2 separate regions of the Capsicum annuum genome follow, and region 2 is linked to region 1. A link is a contact called in public Hi-C data. All regions are on one chromosome and are shown on one strand. Each heading gives the region's core, a stretch centred on a gene start, on an enhancer-like site or on the middle of the called end of the contact. The rest is flanking DNA. Distances are from core to core; before and after follow the strand shown.

The links. A called contact is a pair of places that touch in the nucleus more often than the background predicts.
Region 2: a Hi-C map of placenta shows a contact between it and region 1, with 4 times the contacts expected there. The contact joins the enhancer-like site here to the promoter of LOC107850654 in region 1. A contact is called at or near these places in 2 of 5 Hi-C or Micro-C datasets (leaf and placenta).

The regions. Positions count from the first base shown.
Region 1 is chr12:205,548,468-205,554,807 of UCD10Xv1.1, forward strand. LOC107850654 (transcription factor bHLH143) reads right to left here and starts at 2,484. Exons shown (of 4, transcript XM_016695337.2): 1 at 2,261-2,484; 2 at 401-1,031; 3 at 139-291; 4 at 1-32. The coding sequence starts at 15.
Region 2 is chr12:205,618,988-205,625,327 of UCD10Xv1.1, forward strand. No RefSeq gene overlaps it. Among protein-coding and RNA genes, the nearest start is that of LOC107850654, 71 kb to the left of the region's middle. Within about 2 kb of position 3,119, at least 1 of the 5 cell types and tissues checked has an H3K27ac peak or open chromatin away from gene starts, as enhancers often do.

The DNA.
Region 1 (6,340 bases), core at 1,234-3,733:
GAAGTCTTTTTCCATTCAACTACAACAATCACCTAATGATAAAACCAAAGAAACATCCAATGAACCAGATGATCTATATGTAAGAACTTAATCTTCAAAATTAAAAATTTCCCAGAACAGAGATATTGCAAAACTTACCAGTTCTAAATAACCGAGGTAATACAAATGCTGATTATTTCTTGTAGACTTGAGAAAGAACAGAAAATCGAAAAATTCCAACTTCACTACGATGCAGTTACGAGAAAGATAAAACTACGTGACAGGCTTCAACAACTGTCTGAAATATTCAGCCTGAAATAAACAAGAAAAGAAATTAGCTTTTTAAACTCTAAGATCAAGGATACAACAAGACACTAATATTGAAATATTATTCAAAATTCCGAAAACGACAAACACAAACCTGGCAATCTTGGAGAGGTTGAAAGCATGCTATGACTCTAACAACTATGGTGGCACACCCCGCAATTCCATTTTCATGTTTTAATGCCCGAAATCTTGTCTGGCCAGCTGCTTGGCACACCATAACTACTTGTTCCAACCCTTCCACTCAAGACAAGTACAACACCGCAAATCTTCCAGCAGAACAATAAAAAGGACAAGCGATTTCAAAAAACTCCTGAGTCTTTCTATTAAACTCTACCTATCTCCTAAAAGAAACGACAAAGAAAACCACACCCCTGAATAAACTTGAACAGCTAACGCTAATATCCCTGATTAACCAGGAAAGACACGGATAAAGCAAGTCTCAGATAATACTGAGAACGTAGCACGGTATAACAATGAAATGTGTGGATCCCATGGAAGATTACTGGCAAGAATATGAGTTTCGGGGGTGAAAAAAAGACAAACTGATCAAGATTTCACAAATTAACTATTTTCTGTAATAGGTACTCTACAGAATTACATGACAATACAAGTTCAAGGAGATGACTTTCCGATAAACATCAACAGAAAAACAGCAACACAGCATACTGTCCCTCACTTTAGACAAAAAAAATCTCAGATTATTGTCTTTCACCAACTGTAAGCTCCTGTAAACAACACCATATGCAACATCAGTTTAGAAGTCAAGAACAACATATGAAAACATGTTATGAGAAAATAAAGTTTAGGAATCATGTAATAGCACGCCTAATTATTACAGTACTTATTAGGACAAAGATTTGTACTTTTGTTTTTTTGCTTTTTGCTCCGTTAATCTTTGTACCTAATCAATCTTTTTTTCAAAGGTTTACAAGTCATAAATTAAGGCAGTAATTAACCATGCTACTACTTCTTAATTTATGGCAAGCATATAAAGTACTGTAAAAATTGTATCTTGGAAACATCAGTTTGAATAAAGGGGCGTTTGGCCATGAATTTTTCTTACCTTTTCCGAGAGTTGAACCACGGAAAAAACATTTGACCTTAGAAATCCAAAAAAAATCCGAAATTTCAAGAACTTCAAAAAACACGAAAAGTTAATTCTTACTTTTTTTGCTCCAAATATCTCACAAAAGTTCAAAAAGAACCCCAATTTGTATTCATGGCCAAACATAACTCCAATTTTCAACTATCATTTTTTACTTTAAAAACAAAAACTAGTTTTCTTTAAATAGTTGCACTTTTCATGGTCGAACACCCCCTTGGATTTACTCTTTTCTTTTCGAAATCTAAAGGACACAAGTTCAACCATCAAAGTAATTGCAACAACCCAATGCATTTAAAAACATTATCGTACCAATTCTATAAAGGGTTGTTTGTACACAGGATAAGGTGAGATCTCGAGATTAATCATCAGATAAAATTTATACGGTATAAATGTATCCAAGCATAATCATGCGATATCCCACCTTATCCCATCCAACTTGGGATTGAACTAAAATCCTAGGATAATTTAGTCTGCTTACCAAATGACCCCTAAGAACACAGTACAATAGCCTTTAAAACAACCGGACTTACTTCAATATTGTTATTTTCTTGCAACCAAACATGACAAACGAAAAAGCAAGAAATTTCAGCTGAAAATCATTTCACATAATTATCTACTAATATCTATTATTTCTCAAAAAACAACAGTATAGCAATCTTGTACAATTTTCCATAGATCTTAATGAAACATACACTAGAAAACACAAGAAAAAGAAAACCATAAAATCAAGAATTCAGAAACCCAATAATTAAAACACAAATCCCATGTAGTCAAAAATAGTGTTACATGGCAAATAGTAAAAAAAAAAAAAAATAACACTGTATATTATTAAGAAAATTAGGGACTTACAGCGAATGAAAATTGTAGCAAAATCCAAATTGATTATAATTAAGTATCGAGAAAGAGCAGATATTTTGGAGATTGAAAGAAGAGTGAATAGATAATTTTATAGAGAGAGATGGGAAGTAGAGTCGAGTCAAATAAAAGATAAGGTGTGGAGAGTAGACGAGTAGTAATATAGACTTAGGTATAAAAAATATGAAATGATGAAAAGAAATAAATAAAATAAAGGTTGTTTAGCTTTGTTTGATGAAATTAATTGCTTTCATGCGTGCGAAATCTTGCCACCTTTTTCTTCCTATCTTTTTTTTTTCTTTTTTTTGAGGGGGAGAGGGGCGCCTAGACGTACTTCATTTGTTTTTTACTTTAAAATATTACTTGGTCATATATTAAACATTTTTTTTTTATTGATTTTTGAAGATGAATTTTCAAGTTAACAGTGGTGAGTGTTGATTAATTAAGAAATCTCACATTTAAAAGATGAGAGTTGCGAAAATGAGAAAGTTGAGGTGAATGTATAGGTACATTAGAAGAGAGAAAGATAAGAAATGAAAATATACACGATAAGGAGGTGTAGTGACGGAATAAGAAAAAAAAACTGAGATAATTCGAGCATGTGAAAGAGAAGATGTGGATGTCAGTAAGGATGTGTAAGGTTGGCAATGATGGAGTTAATGAGAAGCAAGGGCCAATCGAAAAAAGTCTTGAGGTAAGGTAATGAGACAAGACATGACGCACCATCAATTTATCAAGGACATGATCTTAAATAGGGGATATAAAATACGAAAATTATGATTAGAAGATTAATAGATAGAACATTGTGTGTTGTATCATTGCATTCCAGTAACATTAATACTAATCTCGCTTGCCCATAAATTTTTATTAATATATGTTATTTTTTGTTTCAATTATCATATTAATTTGAAGTTATTGTTCCTTTTTTCTAAATGATGCTATGTCTATTTTATGTCTATATGTGTTTTTATTTTTATTTTTAGATTGTTTTGTTATGAGTTACTTGAGTCGATGGTCGTTCAAAAATAATCTATCTTAACGAAATAGGATAAGATCTGCATACACCCTATTCTTCCTGTACTCCACTTAGGGATCATTTGGTAGAGTATATAAGAATAATGGTGAATAAGATGTCTTAGTAATATATGTATTATTAATGCAAGTATTAGTATTGCTGGTATTAGTTATACAAACATCATTTCTTATAAAGTGTTTGATATAATGTATTAAAAATAATATATACACTAAAAAAGAGAGTTTAGCGACGAAATTTACTGACAGATTCAGTTCCATCACTATATAGCGATGGATTAGCAACGGAACAATCAATTTTGTCGCATGCATAGCAAGTCCATTTTTATTTATGCTATTAGCAACGAATACTCTTCCATCGCTGAATAATGGCAGAAAAAAGACGCCTAAATGTAGTGATGGATTTAGCAACAAAAATGTGTGACAATTTTAATTATTTTGTAGCAACAGATTTAGCGACGGAAAAATCGTCGGTAAGCTTCAAATTTATATTTTCGAAATTTTATTTATTGTAGTGATCGAATAATCCGTCAAAATAATTATTTTTAAATTTTTAATTAAAAATAAAATATATAAAGGGTAAAAAGGGATCGGCGTCTAGGGCTTTCATTCAATTTCAGCTCTCTCTTTACTGCTTTCTCTCTCTACAACAAAATGCACGAATTGAAGGTCTTTTGAGGGCATTTCTGCACGAATTGAAGGTCAAGCTTACAATCTCTACACGAATTGAGGCATTGAAGGTATTTGCTTCCATTCTGTACACGAAAAAACTTGTATTTTGTTAATTTTTTGAGTTTGTTTTAAATTGTTGTTCATATTCTAGCTTGAATGAGTTTTAACTTATCATTTTTTTTAAGGGTCAGTTTGTTTTTTTGTGTTTGTCCGTGATTTTACTTTACAATGGATGAATTTGTGATCTTTTTGATTTAATTTGCTTTATGACTGAGTCTAGGGTGCATGTAATCTGTAGGGGTTAGGGTTTATGCAAGCATTTGGGGCTAGTATTTATTTGTGTGATATCTAAAACTTGATAGTTGACTGTTTGGGGTTAGGGTTTATTTCTGTAATTTTAATGATATCTGATATTTACGAGGCTTAAAATCGTCTCATTTCTGATATGTTCATCTCTTGATGTATATAATTTTCTCATTTTCTCAATTTATGTAAATTATTTTTTTTTAAAAAAAAAAAGATTGTCAGGTGGCTTTAAAAGGATGCCTTTGATATTTCAATATAAAGTACTTTGGGAAGAATCAAGTCTAGGCTTCAAGAAGTAGCAGCTCGGTAATTGTTTCACAGTACCAATTTGCATAGTAGTAGAAATATTTTCCTACATTCACTTAGATAATTCAAATATCAGTCACAAACTGTTGTTTTAGTCTCAGCTTCCAAACTTAAAAAGGAAGAGTCATTTTATTAAAGTCATTTAGCTAATAAAATGTTGAATATTTTATCCAAATGATGGGGTTAAGATAACAACTTTATAGAGAGAGACATTGTTTGTAATACCCCAAAAAATCCAAATTAATATTACAGTCATGTTCCAAACTCATGCAAAATATATTGTAGTTCTTTGATAGTTTTATGAGTGAGTTTGATGTATATTAAGGCCTCAAATAAATATCAGCTATTAGACGAATCAAAATATTCCTTACCGATTGAGTTTTTGAGAAAAATGTTGCTATAGTCAACTTCAAATGAGCCTATCTTTTATTCTACTGAAAATTTTCCAGATCAAGACTAACCAAATGATAGAAAATTGAATTAGGTTTCCAACAATACCAATTTCGCCCAAATTCGATATACGGGTGACAAGTTATGGCACTTTTAGTGAAAAATAGTAGTCCAACGTGATAAGGTCGTATCGCGGTGATAGCCAAAATCACTTTCATCCTTTTTCAGTGGTGCACCGATATAACGTCACGTCGCGCCAAGAGTCAAATTCACATTCAGTAAGGCACCGCGTCGCGCCAAGGTGCCAGTTCGGAATTGTCTATTTCCAGTGGCGCAGCGCTATAGCACCGCGTCGTGCCGTTAGACAAAATAGGGATTGTCCTTTTTCAGTGGCCCAACGCGATAAGCACCGCGTCGCGTCGGAGCCAAAAATCGAGATTTTCCAGTTTTACGATTTAATTTCCAGTTACCTTTTGATCTTTTCTCATGGCCCCAAATCCGTCCAAAACACGAAATTAAAACCCTAAAGGGGCATTATGTTCCCCATTACTCATAATTCACTCAAAGAAACTAATCTTCTCTCGAGAACAAGCCCTAGCCTTCAATATTCAAGATCAAATCTCAAGAAAACCCCCAAGAACTCTTACGAATTCATCAACCCGGGTATGTTAAATGTTCATCCCTGGATCCCTTCCACCCATGGAGTTCAAGTATCCAATTTTAAATTCAAAGTTGTGATCTTTTACAAGTTATTATGATTTTTAACCATAAATTCCCATGAATCTTGATTCTATACCACGTTTACATAAAATTATTGTTATTATTAAACTCCACACGTTTGAATAATGTTATTTGCTAATTTAAACCATAACTAGTGATGTTGATGTTGAAATCATGCTATTACTACAAGCTTTAAACTATTCGCATGTTTAGCTTACACTACGTATATCAAGTATTTGATGAAATGCCTAAAAGAATGAATTTTGAATAAATGCTTTCATATTATGTCCCCAAAGTTTTAGTACTATTTTGCTATTATTGCTATCGAGTCCTAAAGATTGTGAATACCCAAAAACTTAGCTGTTTACTTAGCCTCAGTATCTTCAGAATAGTTTTAGACTTGTTATGAGCAGTATCAGTCCAGTCAGTTATCATGATCAGTTAAATTTAAAATAGTTTAGTATTCTGAGTTAGTTCAGTTGGGAGTGGGATTTAGCATCGAGCGAGTGCAGGGATGGTGGCTTCCCCATCAGATAGGCGGAGTCGTTAGTAGAAGTCAATGTACTCCATAACTACATAGCCAATGTAGGATTTGAGGATTCACCCGTTAGTTCAAGCTTGACTACCTCCTAGGAGTCACTCGTCAGT
Region 2 (6,340 bases), core at 1,869-4,368, 71 kb after region 1:
GTCAGCTCTCCTATTGTTAATATTTTTGCCCCCCATCTTGTCTCTAGCACTAAATTTTATTACAACATCTTCCTATAAAATAGTCTTTAGAGTGGTTGTGAGCAATATTTTTAAGTTGTTCCCAAAGGGTGCATCTAGTGTTGAAGTCATTACATGCATAAATAGTGGAAAGAATCAAAGAGTGAGAAGTAGATAGTACCTTTGCCATTGCATGTATGCCTTGAAGGGTGATTAAGATATCCTCAAGCTTGAGGATGTCTTTTTTCCACATAATCACAATCCCACCTGACATACCAATAACAACAGATTCGAGCTGAAGGTCAATAGAGCCTCAATAATTCTTTTATGGTTCGACATTTTGGTTTTAAGAAAGACAAGCATGGCTAGTTTATGAAGCTTAACCATAGTAGTACATTGTCTCCTAAAATTGGCCCTCTTTGCCCCTCTAACGTTTCATATTATAAAGTTTAGCATTGGAGATAAATTTGATTGGTTGACTTCCATAGTCTTTCTCTTTCCCAGTAGGGGTGAGGTTTCTCCTAGTTTTAAAGCTTTGAGGGTCACTGTATATGGGACTTGGTCTTTTGCGATCCTCAGTGTCAGAAGACATTTCTTTAGGTTTATGGGACAAGACACTATAGTAGCTTTTTTGACAAACTCTTTGAATGTCTTCTGAGTCGTATTTTCTAAAGCTAAGACTTCTGCTTTTAGTTCCCCAAAGGTGTTTAGAGAACATGTTTCTTTAGAGTGCATTTGTGTATATTATGAATTATAACATCAATAAGCGGTCGTTTGATAGAATACATTAAAAAGTTTAATATATGTACTATTAGTTATGGCATTATTTGTTTTTTGTTTGATAGAATTTTAGCCTATATATATATATATACACACCTTATATAGTATTATAGAGTGTCACTAATATATATCAAATCACAGTATAAGCAGTAAAATAATTATTTATATAAATAAGCACGAGTAAAGATAGAATTGTGTTAATACACCAAATCAGACAATGAATAAAAAATTAATGATGCTAATATGTTTAATACACATCATTCAGTACTATTATCTAATATACCTTGTTCATCTTATACAACACAACAAACAGTTAATAAAAAGTAATATCAAAATAACTAATCTTAATATTGCTAGTAATACATTCATTCAATATAATTCTTATATACACTACAAGTCGTTCAGTAGAAATGAATTAGAAAAAAATAATGCATGTATTAACTTTGTGTATTACTAACATCTTTTTTGATACAATTTCTAAATCTATGTATCTCGATTTGGTGTAACTAATTCATGAAAATTCACGATAGTAGTAAATAAATGAATTTCTAATGCATGATTAGTATGACTAAAGACACAAATGTCATTTAAAACCTTTTCCGCCATATTTGTGAAGGGTATATTTATAAATAAATATTTGCTTTTAGAAATTATGAAATATGTGCTATTTTTAATACAACAAACCAAATACCTCATAAGAAAATTTCATATAACTAATTCCAACATTACTACTACATCATATTTTAAACTTGTAATTGGGTTCAAAATTGATAGCGCATTATGTGAAAGCTAATAATTTGCAAACCATAGAGACGATAATGTAAACGACAAATACAAAAAATATTTAAAATATATTATTGATATGATTTGGTCAAACAACCTATACAGGGGCGGATCTATTAAGAGAGTTGAGGGTGTCATGCCACCCGCAAACTTCAACGGAAGCTCTCTCTATATATACATATATATACACGGATATAGTCAAATAATTAACATGCCAACCCAAGACTGAAATTTTGTTTGGTCGGAGTGGCAGAGTGTCACATTTGCTCCCCCTAGGTCGTGGGTTTGACCTCTACTGGCAGCCTTACTTTTATCCTTAATTTTAGGCTGAAGTGAAGCCACAAATAACTACCAGTTGGATACCCCTTTTTTATATATGTATTAATAGTAATTATATTGAATTTTTCTTTTATTTTTCAAATATTAATAGTTAATATTTGTATTAAAAATGCATAATTTTATTCTCTCTCCTCAAATTAAAAAAAAAAAACTATTCTTCTCAAATTTGAATTCTTAAATCATCATTGCACTCTGCTTTTTTGGTCTTTGCTGTTGCTACCGTCGAAATTTTTGACATCGCCGGCAAAGGTCATGGTCTCGGCCTCATTGGCCACCTCTCTCCGCATTCATTGTTAAGTTTACTTGACACCTGAAGAGTCCGGATCCTGGATCCACCTCTGAACCTATATATTGAAAAATAATGTTGAAAAACATAAAACCTATTGGAAGAAAATCTCTCCTTAAACAAGACTCTTAAACGACTACATTGTGGATGTTATTGTTATGTTTTTGTATGAGAAGAAAAATCTTCAATTTATAGAGTAACAAAATCTTTTTTTCCAACAAAAATTACTTTTAGTTTTCTTAAAAGAAAAGTAAAACTTAAATTTGGTAAGAAAATAAGTACGAAAACTCTAACAATACTTCCTTCTTTTCAAAAATAATGACCTGATTTGACTTGATACGGAGTTTAAGTGGGTGTTTGGCCATAAGAATTTTTTACTTCTTTTTTTTTGATTGTTTTCATTTTATTTCAAAAATGGTGTTTGACCATAAGAATTTTAAAAATAACTTGCAGTATTACTTGTAAAGTGTAACTTGTTTTCACTTTTATTTCTCTCATAAACATTTAAAAACAGCTCCAATTTTAAAAATTGTGATTTTTCATGACCAACTACTACTAAGAAAATAAAGGTACTTTTGAATCCTGTGATGTTAAATTAAAATTACGTTAAATATACTAAAATATTTTTTAATTTTGGGGTATTAAATATGTTATATAAAAAATAAAAATATTATCTATCTAAAAAGAACGTTCTTTTAATAGGAACAAAATATTATTTTTATATACCCTATCAAACGAACCTTAATAAATGATCCAAAGAGCGTGGAGTGTTTGAGTACAAACGAAATTTCTTTTCTAGTTATTCAAAGCAAAATACGCATGGGTTAAGGGGTCAATTCTTAGTGTTGTTTGTAGTATGAGATGCAGCAGCTTTTAAGGAATTCGTACACACTTTTTCCAATGATAGATAGCAATAGGTGAGTAACAGGGTGCAACAAATATACATAGATTTGCTGTGAAATCTGTAACACACACAAAGAGAGAGCTCGCATGGCCTTCGATTCTTGCACCAATTGTCAAACCTTTTCACTGCAGCAATCACTAAAATGATGTTGCCAATACTCAACACCTTTCGTTGTGTAAAATAATCTGTGGAAAATATGCACCTTTCGCCAGCGGCGAAATCAAGATTTTCATTGATGAAGTTCAAAAATAAATGTATGTTTCGAAAGGAATTTAACATCTACTATATATGTATAAAAATTATTTTTAACTATATAAAAATAATATAAAATAATACAATTTAACATCGAAGGGGGTTGAAACCTTTCATTGAAAGGTGGCTCCGCCACTGCTCTCCATTCGAATTTACTTATGACTATTTTTTAATTGATTTTTAATTTTACTTGTCATGTTGGGTGTGCGACTCCAAGTCATATATTAATAGCTGAAGAGATTGGGAACTACATATAAAATATAAGATTAACGATGCGAAATTTTTTGAGAAAAATCGTGCAAGTTTTATCCAAAACAGACAATATTACAATAGCTAAGAGTATCTTTGGTTGGTTGAGCCCAACATATCATTTTTGACAAATATACAAAAAATAATATTTTTTTCATGTTTTACCCTTATCATTAATTGTTTATTTTTCAAATACCTATTACTCCCTTTATTCATATTTACTTATCCATTTTTCTATCGGCACAAAAATTAAGAAACAGTAATTGATAGTGATAATTTATCTTATTACTCTTTAAATAAATAAATTAATGTTTTGAAAATACATTAGATAATAAATCGTATTTAATGCTAAGTATAAAATGAATAGACATAGGTAAGTTATCCATTGATTTATAAATTGAACAAGTATTGTTGGATATCCCAAATAAAATAGTGAACAAGTAAAGATGGACGGAAAGAGTACTAAATATCAATTAATAAGGGTAAATCATAAAGTCACTAACCAATCATTATTTTCATAATCGGTATATCAATTCAAAATATAATAAGTAAATTTGAATAGAGAATAAACTATGTCGACATCCTATATTTTGATGTCCTATTTCATTTGATTCTTTCGAACTTGGATGATCGGACTAGGGGCAAAGCTAGGCAGTGCTAAGAAAATTCATCTAAATCATCTTTGTTACAAAATTCACTATTTATACATAATTAAAATTACTTTTTATATATACATGTTAAATGTTAAATCCACTTCAGCTTCTTTGAATGTTTACCTTTCATATTTGAATTCCAACTTTGCTTAAAAATGTGTATTGTCCCATCAACTTTTAGTCAAATCATAAAATTTTGGTATTCTTTCATTTTATTTTAATTGATCTTATTTATAAAAATATTTATTTTAATTTAATTATCTTTTTAATGAAATCAAAAGTATTTTAATATGTTTTTCAATAATATCCTTATCATTAAATGACTAAACAAATTGTATAACTCAAACTTATATTTTCAAAGCATAATTACTAAGACTAATTTGGTAAAATAGATACCTAATAAATAATTTTCTTAATGGGTATGTCAAGTTCATAAGGATCAATTAATACGAAACGAAGAGAGTAAAACGTAATAAATTATTAGGTTTTACAAATTTTTTTGTATTATTACGTTTTATAAAAATCGTATTTATTTGACTATGATGGGACAACACACTATTTTTTTGATCTACGTGTAAAATATAATTAATTATTATGTTTTTACAAAAAAAAAATTACTGTTCACCTCCGTTAATGACTGTTAAAAAAAAGTATAAAACATAATAATTTATTATATTTAGTCTATTTTAATAACTTATTAAATAGGTGACCTATTTTGATCACTTTATTTATTTTTTAACTTATTTTGATTCCGAGTTCTGCATATGTTCATTGGATGACCTAATAGCATAAATAATTATTTGCACTGAAAAACTATATATCATCACATGTAAATTAGTTAAAACATTATATATATTGTTAAAAAAAATCCTGTAAACCTCGTTCGCTCCTGACTCATTTTTATCCTTTGGACATTTGTGTCATTGTGTGTGTCTAGTGTACATTTCTGTGGTCCAGTTATTAATTTTTTTTAGAAAAATAAATTATTCTTTTTACTTAGTGTTTCGTATTTATTTTAAAATTTAATTAATTTAAAAATTTATTGAAAATTTCACATTGAAGAGTAATGGTATAAATATAATTCTCTTATGGCTCGTATAATGGTATAAGAGATAATTGACAATTAATTTTGAAATTAATTTTAGGATGAATTTATTTCATGTTTGGTTGAAAAAAAATGGGTTAAAATCATTTATACTCGTGAACTTTGCTTAAAAATCAAACACCCCCTCAACTTTAAACAATAAACATTCTTCCTCTTTTTTCCTATTTGATTTTTTAAATATCCATTTTACCCTTATATTTATATCAACATTTGTATTTATTTAAAAAAAAAACTTTTGTATAATTTTTTTTTAATCTTTTAATCTATATAACATATTTTTTTATAAAAGTTAAAAACTCTTTTAAAGATAAAAAAATAAAAGTGAGAAGTATAAATTGAGTATATAATTTAATGACAAATTATAAAGAAATAAATGAGCAAATAGTAAAGATTAACTTTATTAAAAATCAAAACTCTAATATATATTTATACGTGAAAATAAGAGGTAATTATAATTTTATAAATATATTTCAATGTAGGTATTCAAATTCTCAAGCCCACCTTTTAACATTATTAGTAAGTTCTTTTATAATTAATTACAAAATCTAAAGGTACTTTTTACGTTCAAATTTTTCATATTATATGTATCACGTATGTATGTGAGTACGTAATTATGTATATAGATGCATATTTTGATTTTCTCTTATTCTTTAATGTCTATATAGACAAACGAGTTTTGGTTGTTAATATGAATTATTTTCTAAAATATAATTTAAAATTGATCAACAACAATCATTTAATTTGTAACAAATATACATCTACAACAACATCATATCTAGTGAATTTTTTAAGTGAGGTCTGAGGAGTTTAGGGGTACACAAAACCTTACCACTACCTCAAAGAGGTAAAGAGATTGTTTTGAAAGACCCTCGACTATTAATTATTTTTGTATAGATACATTGAAATATATTTATAAAACTAGCCAAATGTACGTGCTTTGCACGTGTATTTTGCCTTAATTAATAATATTT